2 separate regions of the Mus musculus genome follow, and region 1 is linked to region 2. Evidence: chromatin contacts called from public HiChIP or PLAC-seq data. All regions are on one chromosome and are shown on one strand. The core of a region is the stretch at or near the end of the contact, and the rest is flanking DNA. Distances in the headings are between cores, read along the strand shown. Region 1 overlaps Wnt9b (wingless-type MMTV integration site family, member 9B). Region 2 holds the start of Lyzl6 (lysozyme-like 6).

Region 1 (6,799 bases), core at 4,042-6,541, 96 kb before region 2:
ATGAGACTCAAGTTCAGACCAGTAAAGTAGCCTTTTCAATGGAGGGTCTTCCTCTCCCTAATCGAGATCCTATCTCCCAGTCTTCCCAACTAATCAGGAGGCTCAGGGCAAGTACTGAGAGGCCTTCCTCTCAAACACTTAGCACTTTGGGTTTTGTGTCCTCGGCATCTCAGGCATTGGCCACAACAATGACTAGTTTTGCCTCCTAGAAACCTTTCTATGTTCAAGCAGAAACTTCCAAGAAATGTGTCACATCCCACCCTTGCTGTGGACACCTGGGATGATAAATCCTACATGACTTTCATGGGCACATGACCTTCCTTCTTTCTTAGACTCTGTCACCCCCCAGGAGTCTCCAGGGCAAAACATATGGGCCAGAGAAGGCACTCCTGACCTCCTATGTCATAGTCTCAGGGATGTCGGACTATACCCAGCTGAAGCCCCGTGAAATGTTTGTAATTCCAGATTTTCAGAGACCAATGATCCTAAGCCCAGGACTGGCTTTGGGGACCCTCTCTGGCCACTATGCCACCTGAGCAATGCATGCCAGATGTGCAGAGAGATGAGTGGGATGTGGGAGTGTTTCCTCTGCAGATGTTGAACCAGCGGCTTTAAGTCAGGACACCGAGAGAGATATAGAATGCTCTCTCTGTGACTGACTGCCACTACTCAGCCCCGACAGCGGCTCTCGGCTCTGGGTTGCCATCCTTGGCTCACAGCCTGGAAGACAGGAAGTACAGAAACAAAGCCCACAGTTGGGTTAGGCTCTCTTCTCTCTTGAGGAGGCACCAGATCAGTATGAGCTCCAGGTAGGAGGTTGTGGCCAGCTCTCTTCCCTAGGGTTAGGCTTCTGGGCTGTGAGGTTGTGTAGAGTACAGGGAATGGAGTCGGGGGAAAGCATCATGAGTGGTTCTGTGTCTGTGCCCACCAGGAAGGATGCTTGGTGAATGACAGGATGAGACAGCACAGGAGGAAAGGCTAGAAAGACTGTCATAGAGGAGGGAAGAGTGCGCACCAATAGGCTTCGAAATACAGATATCTTCATGAGGAAATTGCAAGGTGACCCAGGAGCCTCAGGAGAAGGGTCCAAAGATGAAGAGCAGTGTTGCTGCCCAGGAGGGCATGGAAAATGGAGGCGAGAAGCCTGAGGTGGCTGTTAGAATACCTTCTCTTAAGAATGACTGGCCAGTGTCCAGGCAGGTGCTGTCCCATGAAGTTGCCTCTGGCTGGGAAGAGGAGAAGGGGGGGATAGTGTGCACAAGTATGGGGGTGTAGCCAGGGGTGTGGGAGTGTGCTGAGGCTCAGACAGGGCCAGCATGCCCCCACCCCAGATGCTCAAGATGAAAGCACAAAGGGAGTGTTGACCATGCAAAGGGCCCCACAGCGGAAGCTGTTATCAGGACCATCTAATGGGGCTCTGCAGGGCTGAGGCCAAGGCCCCAGGCGACCCAGGCTTTCCTGATTCTCAGGCAGAAAACGACCTGTAGTTGGCATGGGCCCTGGTACCAGGCTCAGCTCCTTGCCCCTCCAACTAGATACCCTGGCATTAATTTAGTGCTGTGGGCACCAACTGCATCTCCCCACCCAACTTAGCTACCCACTTCCTGGAGCAGCCTCAAGTGGAACCCATAGATCATCTGGAGCAGAAAACACCTGGAGGAACAGCTGTCTTCCCTAGCCGGGAGTGCCCCTGCCTCCATCTGCAGCTGGCGAGATAGACCTGGGCAAGGTCAGGCTGTCACTGAGAGAGCTCAGCTACTTTTTCGTTCCTTGGGCAGCTAGGATGATTCAAAACTGCTTTCTCTGGATCCTTGGACTGTTAGAGAGTTTACGTGACTCTCGGATCCAACCAAGTTCCTTACAGGTTGTGAATTTTTGGGAGGCAGGACCATGTTTTTAGATCTGGCACTATGTATACAGTTGGTGCTTCATAATAAAAACCTTATCTTGGGCTTACTGTGTGCCAGAGACTGTTCTATGGACTTTCCAGGCATTAAATGGCGTGATCTTACCAACCACTCTGAGAGATAGAGATTGCTACTGTCTTCCTTTCACAGACCAGGTGCCCAGAGGCACAGGGGCCTTGTCAGCATGTGTGCTTGCTTATGAAATGGGATCCCCGAGGTCACCTCTGAATGAGGGGAAAGCTGGGGACCAGACTCCTCAGAGCAGAGCGTTTTGGGAGACATGAGGTTCTGGGATTCTCCATGCTGGTGAGCATTCTACTTCTTTTGAAGCCTATTGAGGGGCCCCTGGGGTCTATCCGTAGTTTTCTGCTGCTTCCTGAAGGGGCATCATGATGGGTCAGCTATAACCAAACCTGTGGATGGGAAAAGCGTGAAAGGAAGAGGGACCAAAAGGGCCAGTGCTAGACAGAGAATGTCCTAAAAGTCAAAGCCAAAGGATACTACTTGTCTATCATCAGTGAGAGTACCAGGAACCATGGACCTGCGCCGTGACCCGAGGGACTCAGCACTGATGATGAACAGAAGGACACTGGTCATTGGGCTATTGTTCTGTAAGGAAAAGGAGAGGTCGGGAGCCAGGGTGGTGGTTGGAGACAGGAGTGGGAGCCCAGCTGGGCCAGAGCACAGACATCTTGACAGGGTCCTGGCCCCAGTGGCTCCGGAGCACGGAGTCAGGCAGAGGTCCTAAGGAACTGCTGTGGCCACTGTCCCAAAGCCTACTTAGCAAGCTCATAAGCTCCACCCCCTCTTGTTATTTCAATCCTGGTCACAGGTGAGATTGCTCCCTGTGTGTGAGTTCCTGATCAATACAGAGCAGCACTGTCCTTACAAAATCCCTTTGGCCTTAGTCTCTTCAGTTGTCCAGTTCAGTCCCAAACGTCTCAACTAACATGTGGTTGGTCGGAAGGTGGAGGCCTAGAACTCTGTGTGCCAGACCCTGCAGCAGCTGGCAAAGACTGTAATCTGCAATGCCCAGGAATGCCCAGGATTCTTGCGGGGTCAGGAAGAACCTTCCACACTGGGTACAATGGGAAAGGTGAGCAGAGGGGACCTTACTGACCCTGTAAGGAAAGAGACAAGCCATTCTCCTTTCGCTGAGGTGACACTGCTTCTTCCAAGGCACTGTTTTCCAAACTGTAACATAGAAACCCACAAAAAAAGTGACACTGAGTTCTAGGTGCCCTCCGAGGCCCTTTTGGGGACCCCATGAAAATGCTGGGGAGCCTCTTCCCAGAGTCTCTCTGGGTTGACTGGGGCTCAACAGGGCTGGAGGCCTCTGTGTGCTTGGCTGCCTTTCCCGATCATTAATCGCTACTAAGTGTCATTACTGCTAATAAAATTAACGGACTTTATACTGAGCGTCTGGAGCCATCAATCTCAGGGCCTATTACAATGAATTTAAAGAGCAGGTGCCTGCTGATGAGTGGGAGCATTGTAGAGCCTCGAGTGCTGCCGGTGGAATTGTGTTACTTTCTAGCCAGCCACAGCATGCCACCACAAAGGACAACAACCTTAGGGAGACCGAGCAACTCCCAGCCGTGACTCCACAGTGTAAGTGTGCCAGGCAAGAGCAGGGTGACCCTTGGGGAGATGCTGGGACCAGGACCGGAAGTGTTCCCTACACTCTCACCTCTGCCAACCTCAAAGAATTTGGTTCCTCTTTCTCCCTTCTTGGCTCAGCTTCCTCTGGTTCTTTTCTGGGTCTCAAGCCCAGTCATGCAAAGGAGAGAAAGGAAGAGAAAGCGAGAGTGTGCTCTTATTATCCAAATGCCAAACTCCCAGAAAAAAGACAGCTAGGATTATCAGTTCACCGCTGATCTAACCAGTGGGCCAGAGCATCAGGGTCACGTGAAACAGTTATGGGCAAAGACCATACGGCAATCATGGTACACAGCAGGAACTGGTGGCCGAAAGCCCAATCATATGTCTGTAATATAAGTGTAGTAGGCACTCAAAAAGTGGCATATGTTTTATGTGTATGTTTATGTATGTGTACGTACCACAACAATATAATGAATGCACTATTTTAATGCATTATATGTTATAATGTAAAATAGCATAATGATAAAATAATAATAATAACTATTCCTTTAATTAATAATTTTAGAATATTGAAAATCAAGCCTAGCTAGGTAAGCGGTTTGCCACAGAACTGAGTTGCACATCAGTTTTACAACTTGCTGTGTAGCTCAGGATGACTGTGGGCCATGACCACATTAAAGCTGTTTCTGTAGTACTGGTGATTGGACCCAGGCAAGCACCTTATCAGCTGGGGCACATCCCCAGACCTAACTCTGTGTGTGTGTGTGTGTGTGTGTGTGGTGGTGGTGGTGGGGCGCAAATGTATACTAAAGTATACACATGGGGGTCAGAAGACAACCCTTGGGCGACGGTCTTCGCCTTCCACCTTGTTTGAGACAGTCTTCGTTCTTTGCCAGGCTCACTGGCCTCTTAAGATTCTCCTGCCTCCACTTCCCATCTCACTGTAGGAATACCAGGATTGCATATGTGCTGTCATGGCTGGCTTTGTATGGGTTCAGGGGATTTGAACTCACGTCTTCATGATCCTGCAACAAACACTTTATTCACCGAGCCACTTCCTCAGCCCTCTGTTGTTATTATTGGGCTTTGTTTGTTTGTTTGTTTGTTTAATGACTATAAAACAGGTTTTAAAGGATGTGCAGTCTCATTGGCCCAAATGCCCACCATACCCTTTTCTTCTCTGGAATGTCAATCAGCTTCTACAAGGAACGTCCCAATCTCTGAACCAGGAACTGTGTGAGCCAGAGTTATCCCCATACCAGTCTCTGGTGTGGAGAAGAGAGTCTTTTGGAGGTTGCATGACTGTTGACCTGTGTTCTCAGCAGTCCTGGGGTTGCCCTCCACACTGGAAACCGTTCAAGGTGGGGCCTCCCCAGCAGGAGCTGACCTCAGGCTCTGCTAGATCCTTGCCTGCCCAGGGTCAGGCTCCGAGGGTTTCCTGCCAGGCTGCAGGGAGGAGTCTGGGTAAGGGCCTGCTGGACTGGAAACTTAACCATTTGCCCCCTGATTAATGTTTAACGGGCCCCTGTGCTCTCTGTGTCTGGGAGGGGAGCCCAGTCCAGGCTGTGCTCGGGGGAGCCGATAGCATCTGTCTGTGTTCAATGTTTCGGAGATATGCTCCACGCCGGGTTGGGCGCACCTGATAGACCTGGAATCTACAGGGGCACCTGGGGCCTTGCCAGGACCTCCACCTTCCAGTGAGGCTTCCTATTTCCCAGGCAGACAGAGCTGCTATGGCATCTAGCCAAATGTCCTGGCTCAGGCAGGTGACTCCAGCGGCAGAACCGTGTGCCCTGAACCCTGTGGGATAAGGACCTCTCTGGTCATTCAAGGGCTTGGCTACAGTACTTAGCCGGTGGCACACGAACAAAAATGGCAAGTTCCACATCCAAGTGAAAATGTTGACAGCCCCCATCTGGTCCCACTTTGGCTGAGAGACGACTGTTTCCAGAGAGAAGCGGTTTTCTCAAGCTTGGGTCTGGTGACGGTGTACACCCCATCCACAAGAGGTACAGCAGGGCCGGGGACAGTAAACACCTCACGCTGTCACAGAGAGATTCTGAGAGAGCGGACAGTCCTCATTCTGGACCACACCTTGCCCCTGACCAGTCACGCCTTATCACCTCCACACAAAGCCTCCAATACCTGTCAAGATAAAGGGAGACACTGCCGACTCAAAATGTAAGGCATCCCGAGGAGAAGAAAACTCCAGCCAGTAGGAAGGCAAGCCTGCCTGCCTGCCTGCCTGCCTGCCTGCCTGCCTGCCTGCCTGCCTGCCTGGCTTGGCTCTGTGCTTTCTATGCAGTCCCTACAGCACCTCTGGGGGTCAAGGGTCATGGATGAAAGCCAAGGCTTCAAGGATGACATTAGAATGTGACAGGATTGATTAGGCTTAGAATTTGGCAGCCTGACTCTAGAATTGATGACTTCGAATATAGAACATGAAGTCTGATCCCAGCCTCCCTTCCCTCCCTCCCTCCCTCCCTTCCCCCCTCTCTCCTTTTCTTGTTCTTCCTTTTCCCAAACTTCTACTTGTGCCAAGCACCACATGGCCAGATGGTTGATGATCTACCTGGGACCCGGGAACAAGCTAGACTGGCATGGGCTTACTTGAGCAGTGACAGAACACAGGGGGAGAGAGGGATCCAGGGACCTTGGCTGGGTGTTTGTTCTGTCTGCATCCCCTGTGCTTAGCCCCAGTAGCAAGGTGACACTCCCCTCCAGGAATCAACTAATGCTACCTGTAACATCTTCCGTGCCTGCACAACACAGCAGCTCCCCGGTTGTGCCAAAAAATACAGATTTCCAGGCCCTGCTATGGACCTATGGAAACAACACTCAGGTGCGGGTCTTAGAAATCTGTGTTTATCTGAAATAAATCTTGCTGTGTAGCCCAGGCTGGCCCTGTACTCATAGCATTCTCTTGCCTTGGACCCTCCAAGTGCAGTGATTGCAGGCATGCACCACCACACCCAGCCTGGCTCTGTATTTCTACTAAGCAATCAGGGTGGCTTTTCCAGTTGGGCAAGTTGCCAAAGGAGGGTAGATAAGGAATGCAGAGCAGAATCTGGAGAACTTGGCCTTGAGGGTCTGTAACCAATCCTTGCTACATAAGTCCCTTGGTCTTCTACTCTGTAAGATGGGGACATAACCCCTGTGGGACTGGCCTGCTACCCAAGGGGGCAAAAACAAAGACGGTCACTTTCCATCCCTGTGGGATGCTCAGCTTTTGGGTCCTCCACGGGCAGGAACCCCAAAGCTCACCATCTTCCTTCTCACCCTTTCCAGCC
Region 2 (6,667 bases), core at 3,866-6,365:
CCCAGGGTCTTTCTTTGTCTGGTTTGTCCCCAAAGTGCCTGAGCCTCATGAGCCACCTGTAGGTGAGGAGGTTGATCATTATCTACAGTCTCAAGACTGCCCTCCCCAGAGCAGAGGTTCTGTGAAGTCTGCGATACAAGAGACACTGCAGGAACTCTTAGGACCTTAAATACATCATGTTGTTTGTGAGTTCTCTAAGGAAATTCGGGATGCGGCATCTGACGATGAGACCCTCCCCCTGCCCCCCTGCTAATATCAACTGATGCTTTGTGCCTAGAACACTGGGAAATTTGCTGAAGCCTCTCTTAAGCCTCAGTTCCTTTATGTAGGACATAGACAACGTTTCAGAAGTTAAACAAGGCCACGCCTGGAAACAGGCCTGGCTCCGCACCTGGTGCAGAGTAAGTGCTCAATAAACGCTGCTAGCTATTATCTATAACGAGGTCCTTCCTCTCCAGCACTGACAGTCTGTACTTCCAACTGCAGCGTGTAATTAAACCGCAAAGCATCTGGCTTCCCGGGCAGAAAGAAGAAGCCTGGAGGAAGGAAGGAGAGAGAGAAGGCTCCTTCTGGGCTGCCCGTTTGTGCAGCAGCCTCCCCACCAGCCAGGGCAACAGGGAATGGAGCGAGATGCCAGCCCTTAATGACAGGGTTTGAGGAGCCTGTGGGTCCCTGTTAGCTCAGACCCTTGGGGGATATTTGCCAAGGCAGACAGCTGAAGGGAAAATCAGGGCTGCTTTATGGTTGCTGAAGTTCGAATATGGTTGAAATGTCCCTGAAGGGTCCATGTGTCGATGACTTTGTTTTTAGGGTGGTAGTGGAACTAGGAGATGGTCGAACCTTAAAGAGATGGGGCCCCTAGTTTGGGCATGGTGGCTCATGCCTCTAATACCAGCATGGGGAGGGGTATGGTAAGCAGGCTCAGGCAGGTGAGCTCCCATATGCTTTCCAGTAAAGTCTGGGCTACCGAATGAGGCCTTGTCTCACAAAAACAAAAGGAAGGGCTGGGGGTGTGTAGCCCAGTAGGTCGAACACTTGCATAAGGCCCTGGGCCTGAGTCACAGCTTGGTATAAACCAAGCATAGCACTGCGTGCCTGTAATTCCAGTTCTGGGGTACAGAGGCGGGTGGGTCAGAAGTTCAAGGCCACCCTCTCTCTGTTACTTGCCAAATTTGAGAGCAGCTTGGGGTATATGGCTCCCTGTCTCAGAGCAATATAAAGGGTGGGACCTTTGGGACATCACGGTGTATATACATACCATAGACAGTCCATACCATAAACAGCTAGGCCACAGAGGAAGGGCAGAGAAATGCGGTAAGGACAAGCTGGTTGAAAGTGACAGCTACAATGGGGAAGCCAGTGCATGCTGGGCACCAGAGGAGAGACCAGTGCCACAGGCTAGTGGAACACGGGAAAAGAAGCTTTGGACTCCCAAGCAGCTTAGCGATGACAACTCGGGCTTAAGCGTGGGAAACCATTTTCAGTCTTGCAAGCATAGGCTTGGCAGTGAGTCTTTGATGGCAGTCAGATGCTGCTGGCCCAAGGAAGGGCCAGGCATGTAAGTCTCTCATCACTTGCATCAGGACCTGCGAAGGCTGGATATGGAACTCTGGATTTGGGGGCACAGGTCCAGGGGTAGCTCAGGCTAAACTTGTATTCAGTCTTGTAACCCACCCACCCACCCCCCCAAAAACTGTTCGGGCATAGGGATCCTTCTGCCTGCGACCTGATGCACTGTTAGGTAGCCTCTGATACTGTACTGGCCGCTTTTGTGGGTCAACTTGACACAAGCTGGAGTTCTCACAGAGAAAGGAGCCTCCCTTGATGAAAGGCCTCCATCAGATCCAGCTGTAAGGCATTTTCTCAAATAGTGATCAAGGGAGGAGGGTCCAGCACATTGTGGGCACTGCCAGCTCCCTGGGCTGGTAATCCTGGGTTCTTTAAGAAAGCAGGCTGAACAAGCTAGGAGAAGCAAGCCAGTAAGCAGCACCCCTCCATGGCCTCTGCATCAACTCCTGCCTCCAAGTTCCTGCCCTGTGTGAGTTCCAGTCCTGTCTTCCTTTGGTGATGAACAGCAATGTGGAAGTATAAGCCGAATAAACCCTTTCCTTCCCACCTTACTTCTTAGTCATGATGTTTTGTGCAGGAATACAAACCCTAACTAGGACACACACCTTTCACACTGATGGAACCAGCCATATGATTTCTTCTGGACAACCAAAAAGGTAAAGCAAGGGGCTGGTTTGAGAAATGTTTGTTTCTGGGCCTGGCTGTCTTGGTACACTCACGACATTATCTTACCTGCTATTACTAAGGTTTTTTTTTTTTTTTTAAAAAACCCAGGTCCCATGCATGCAGCACCCATGAAAGCCAGAACTGGGCAATGGACTCTTTAGAGCGGAAGTTACAGATGGCTGTTAGCGGTTGTTACATGGCTGTTACATGGTTGCTGACACCTGAACCTGGATCTTCTGCAAGAGCAGACAGTGCTCTTAACTGCTGAGCCATCTCTCCAGCCGCTGGCTAGATGGATTTTTATGACGCGCCATTTGAAAAAGGATCCTACTTCTGAAAATGGTATAAAACTGCCATCACAAGGCACAATTGCTCAACACTACAACGGTTAGTTTCCAAGGAGACACACTATACATTATTGTTTATAAGAAGGATCAGTGATTAGCTGATGGACCAAGTTTAGCCACAGCCTGTGTTTGCAAAATTTTACAGCGTCACAGACAGACTCACTTATGGGTGCACTATCTGCGGCTGGTTTTGTGCCACGTTGACAGAACCAAATGGTTGTAGCAGAGATCTTATAGTCTGCAATGGTGAAAATACACATCATGAAGGCTTTTATAGAAAACGGCTTCATAAGAATTATAAAGAAGAGGGGGGGGAGACTGGGTTGAAAATACATCTTAGCAGTTAAGAGCATGTACTGCTTGAAATAGCAGGGCTAGACACTGAGGACCGACAACCACTCACTGACAATGTCACAAAAGAAAGACATGACATGCTTGTGATGTTAATGCAACCTAGAATCATCTGGGAGGAGAGTCTCACACACACACACACACACACACACACACACACAGAGAGAGAGAGAGAGAGAGAGAGAGAGAGAGAGGGAGAGAGAGAGGCTGTCTACTTTGGACTGCTCTGTGGACATGTCTGTCCCGGGTTGTCTTAGCCAAGTTAACTGATATGGGAAGAGCCTACCCAGTATTGGCAGCGCCATTCCCTAGGCAAGGGATCTTGCCTTGTTTAAGATGGAGAAAGCAATCTGAGCACAAGAAGGCAAGCAAGCACATGCAGACACTCATTTCTCTCCACTGTTCACTGGGGGATGTGACGTGACCAGTTGTCCCAAGCTCTTTCTACGACGACTTCCTAGTAGTAATGAACTGTATCTTGGAATTGCAAGCTAAAACAAACCCTTTCTCTCCTAAATTGTTTGTTGTCAGGACATTTTAATCACAATAACAGAACTAAAACCAAAAGCAATGTCTTTGGGAAGACAGCTAGACTTGTCAAAAGTTTAAACCTTCATCTAATTAGGCATCTAGACTCAACTCTCAACGAACAGAAAATGGAAAAAAAAAACCAATTGGGAACATGTTAAGCTACATCACAGATTTGCAACATGAAATGTGGCTATTTCAAATAACAAGAGCTGGACATTAGTGCTCAACAGAAAGCCCATCAGGACTAGAGAGACTAAGGCAGGAAGAGAATCATGAGTTTGGGGCTAGCCTGGGCTACAGAGTTCTTGAAAAAAAAAAAAAGACAATTTGCTCCTGAGAGGGAGCTAAGCCTGCTGGTAACGTCGTCGGAAACAAGTTCAGCTTTAGGCTACCGCCTCCCAGCTCTGAGACTTTGGGATGGCTTAACTTCTCTGCAGCTGATTCTTAGGAGCTCTGTGAAGACAAATGGATTCCCTGCCTGCTGTGTTGAGCGCTGTATCCCACTGGCGGGGCTCATTTCAGGGTCAACATTTGTTCTCAGAGGGAGGCTTGTCTGCAGCATCCATGGGCACTTCCCTGTCTCTTTCCCCTCTCTTTCATTGAGTCATTCATCCCCGTGCCCCACTGTTTGCCATATGCTAAGCAAGCTAGTTAAGTCGGTGATGCTGCAGCATCTGGTCCACTAAGTTGCCTGTCAGCTCCACAAACCAGAACCTGCTGCCCCTTAAAAAAAAAAAAAAAAAAAAAAAAAGGTCTGGGAACACAGGGAACTCTCCTACTGCTGATGGACAAACAAGGCAGATTCTGAACCAAAGGAACCCAAGCCGACATTCAGGCTGTACCAAGAAAAAGAGAATGGTGCCTGCTAACTCCGAGAGGGAGGCTAGGTCATCTAAGGGACGGCATTTCGCAAAACCAAACTTTAAATCCACGTCTTCTTGGACATGGGCTGCTTCTGCCCTCTAGTGGCTGCTGGCTAGCACAGCAAGTACCAGCTTCAGGCAGTTGAGCTTTGTTTCCAGACTTCTAAATTACACTATGTTTCTCTACCATGCTTGACCCGTAATTACCTTTCCTCGAAATGTATCTTGTTTAATGATAGTAATTTCTAAATATTTTTTCGGCACCATTCTAAAGTATTGCCATGCTATAGTAGGTAGGTAGGTCTTCTTTGTGAGCATGTAACAGAAACACAACTCAAATTTGTTTATGTAAGAAGGGATACTCACTGAGTCCCAGAGAGAGGAAAAGAAGGTGTGTGTGGGTCCTTGAAGGTTGTTTCTGGACTGGATTCTGGACTCCACAGACTTTCTACAAAAGATTGGAGCTGCACAGGGGCCCACAGAAATCAAAATGCAGGGTATAGGTCCTGAGCAAAGTCCCACAGCTCTGCAGAGTTACAATCAGAATATAAGCACAAACCCTGCAGCCCAGGGGCAGGATGTGTAGGTCCTCTTTAGAAACTAAGGTTGTCCTGTTCTCAGAAAGGAAGGGAGGTATCAGGGTTCTGCCCATTGGTCCGCCTTACACCTTGCCTTCCAGACCCATCTACCATTTCTACCTAAAGCCTGCACAGTTTGCACAGTTCAAACCGGCATATTTCCTGGAGAGTGATGATGTCACAGAACCAGAGTTCCAGAAGGCTGAGGTGGCCAAGAACACATGCCTTCTTGAGACGAAGGAGAACTATTAGCCAGATGGGGCCAGAGAGTGCTTGGTAAGGAAGAGGAGGCTCCTGCCACAAACCATCTTGTCCTGTAGATCCTCCCAGAAGGGCCTGGGCTGGCTGCGAGCTAGGGCCAGAGAGGTATGCTTTGAAGCTGGATAGGGCCACATTCGGGGACTACTATCACCCCAAAGGGAATCCCTGAGGGGCTCCATGGGCCAAGCCAGACATTCCTGCATCCCAAGGCTTGGGGAAGCCTATCTCTGAGGTGCATTCTGCATCAGAGTAGGGAGGGCTGCAGGACATATCTGAATTAAACAGATATTTGCTATTTACCGGAAAGTCTGATTTAACAGGACTTCATCTGTTCTATTTGCAACACCAGAGCAGGGTAGTGAGAGCATCCAGAGAATGTCCTAAGTGCATGCTGTGTGACAAGGACAAATCAAGAGACCAGAAGGCAAGCAAAGCCGCCGGAGAGGCCACGTCATCCCTACATATGATGAAGGAGAGGGAGGGATCCTGGCCTTTGCCCTCAGCATCATACACCTAGTTTAAAGAGAAAGACACACATCCTAGGGCAGGACCAGCCCACGTGTGCGCTCACAGAATGAACATTTTGAAGGACAGAACCCAGTTATTTTATAGATGTTTCCTTCTGTTTAGGTTCATTTCTTTATGCTTGGACCCAGGCTTCCCATCTGTGGCCAGAACACCTCATTAGAGCTTATGCATCTTGAGGTTTCCCATCCAGAGGTGCAGAGTGTCCCTTTGTCCCTCACTGATAATGTTAATTTTAATTGCAAAGTCAAAACATTGGGTTTTGCTACGCAATACGGGAATGACCAAGGCCATGTATATAAGCCCTGATATTTTTCCAGCTTCCACCAACTCAGACCAGCCCCAATAGTAGTCATTATTCAAACCAATCACTGCCCAGGCTATGCTCCTACTGTAGCCTGGGAATCTGCCACATTTATAGGAGTCCTGGTTCCATTCTGTAAGGAATGTGAAACCATATCTTTTTGTTTATTATTTATCTTATTCATTACACCGTTCTGATTGGGCAAGTATTAGTAAATAGATCTTCATTTCACACATGGGAACCAGAGAAGTAAGTATGTTGTTCAAAGTCATACAGCAGCCCAGCCTTTGATAGCTGGTAGTGGGTGGGAATTCAGAGTCCTTGATCTTCAAACACACACACACACACACACACACACACACACACACACACACACACACATACACAGGCATACACACCATTAAAGCGAAGATTATTTATATAATACGATTATATTCGCTTGTTTTCTGATATGCATTTATACAGAAACAAAACAATAAAACCTACAAGCAGCCCTCCAGGAATGGCATGAGGCAGAGGTTGCAGTGGTGAAGGTCATATGTCATGTATCTGGGAGTATGGGTTGGGGCATATTGGCATCCCGTGTCCCTGCCCTTCCTCTGAAGGCACACGCTCAATCCATACCACAAATGCTGGTGAAACAAAATCTGCTCTAACTTTTGCCAACCTCAC

The links. HiChIP or PLAC-seq counts read pairs in DNA pulled down with a chosen protein or histone mark.
Region 1: a contact with region 2 is called in an H3K27ac HiChIP or PLAC-seq map of extraembryonic endoderm stem cells, with 3 times the contacts expected there. The contact joins the enhancer-like site here to the promoter of Lyzl6 in region 2. A contact is called at or near these places in 8 of 39 promoter capture datasets (the C10 cell line, the HPC-7 cell line, embryonic stem cells and 5 more), 1 of 15 datasets of contacts at CTCF or cohesin (the NIH/3T3 cell line), 19 of 484 Hi-C or Micro-C datasets (the C2C12 cell line, the N1E-115 cell line, bone marrow-derived macrophages and 16 more), 8 of 115 datasets of contacts at active chromatin or transcription factors (bone marrow-derived macrophages, embryonic forebrain, embryonic midbrain and 4 more) and 4 of 9 other capture datasets (adipose tissue, liver, macrophages and 1 more).

What each region holds. Positions count from the first base shown.
Region 1 is chr11:103,733,878-103,740,676 of GRCm38.p6, reverse strand. Wnt9b (wingless-type MMTV integration site family, member 9B) reads left to right here. Exons shown (of 4, transcript NM_011719.4): 2 at 6,798-6,799. Among named protein-coding and RNA genes, the nearest start is that of Wnt9b, 13 kb to the left of the region's middle. Within about 2 kb of position 5,291, at least 24 of the 459 cell types and tissues checked have an H3K27ac peak or open chromatin away from gene starts, as enhancers often do. A contact at or near this core is called in extraembryonic endoderm stem cells, intestinal villus epithelium, liver and 1 more, where this site is marked.
Region 2 is chr11:103,637,338-103,644,004 of GRCm38.p6, reverse strand. It overlaps Lyzl6 (lysozyme-like 6), which reads left to right and starts at 5,115. Exons shown (of 5, transcript NM_001356472.2): 1 at 5,115-5,181. It overlaps 1700072I22Rik (RIKEN cDNA 1700072I22 gene), which reads right to left and starts at 5,069. Exons shown (of 2, transcript NR_131143.1): 1 at 4,694-5,069.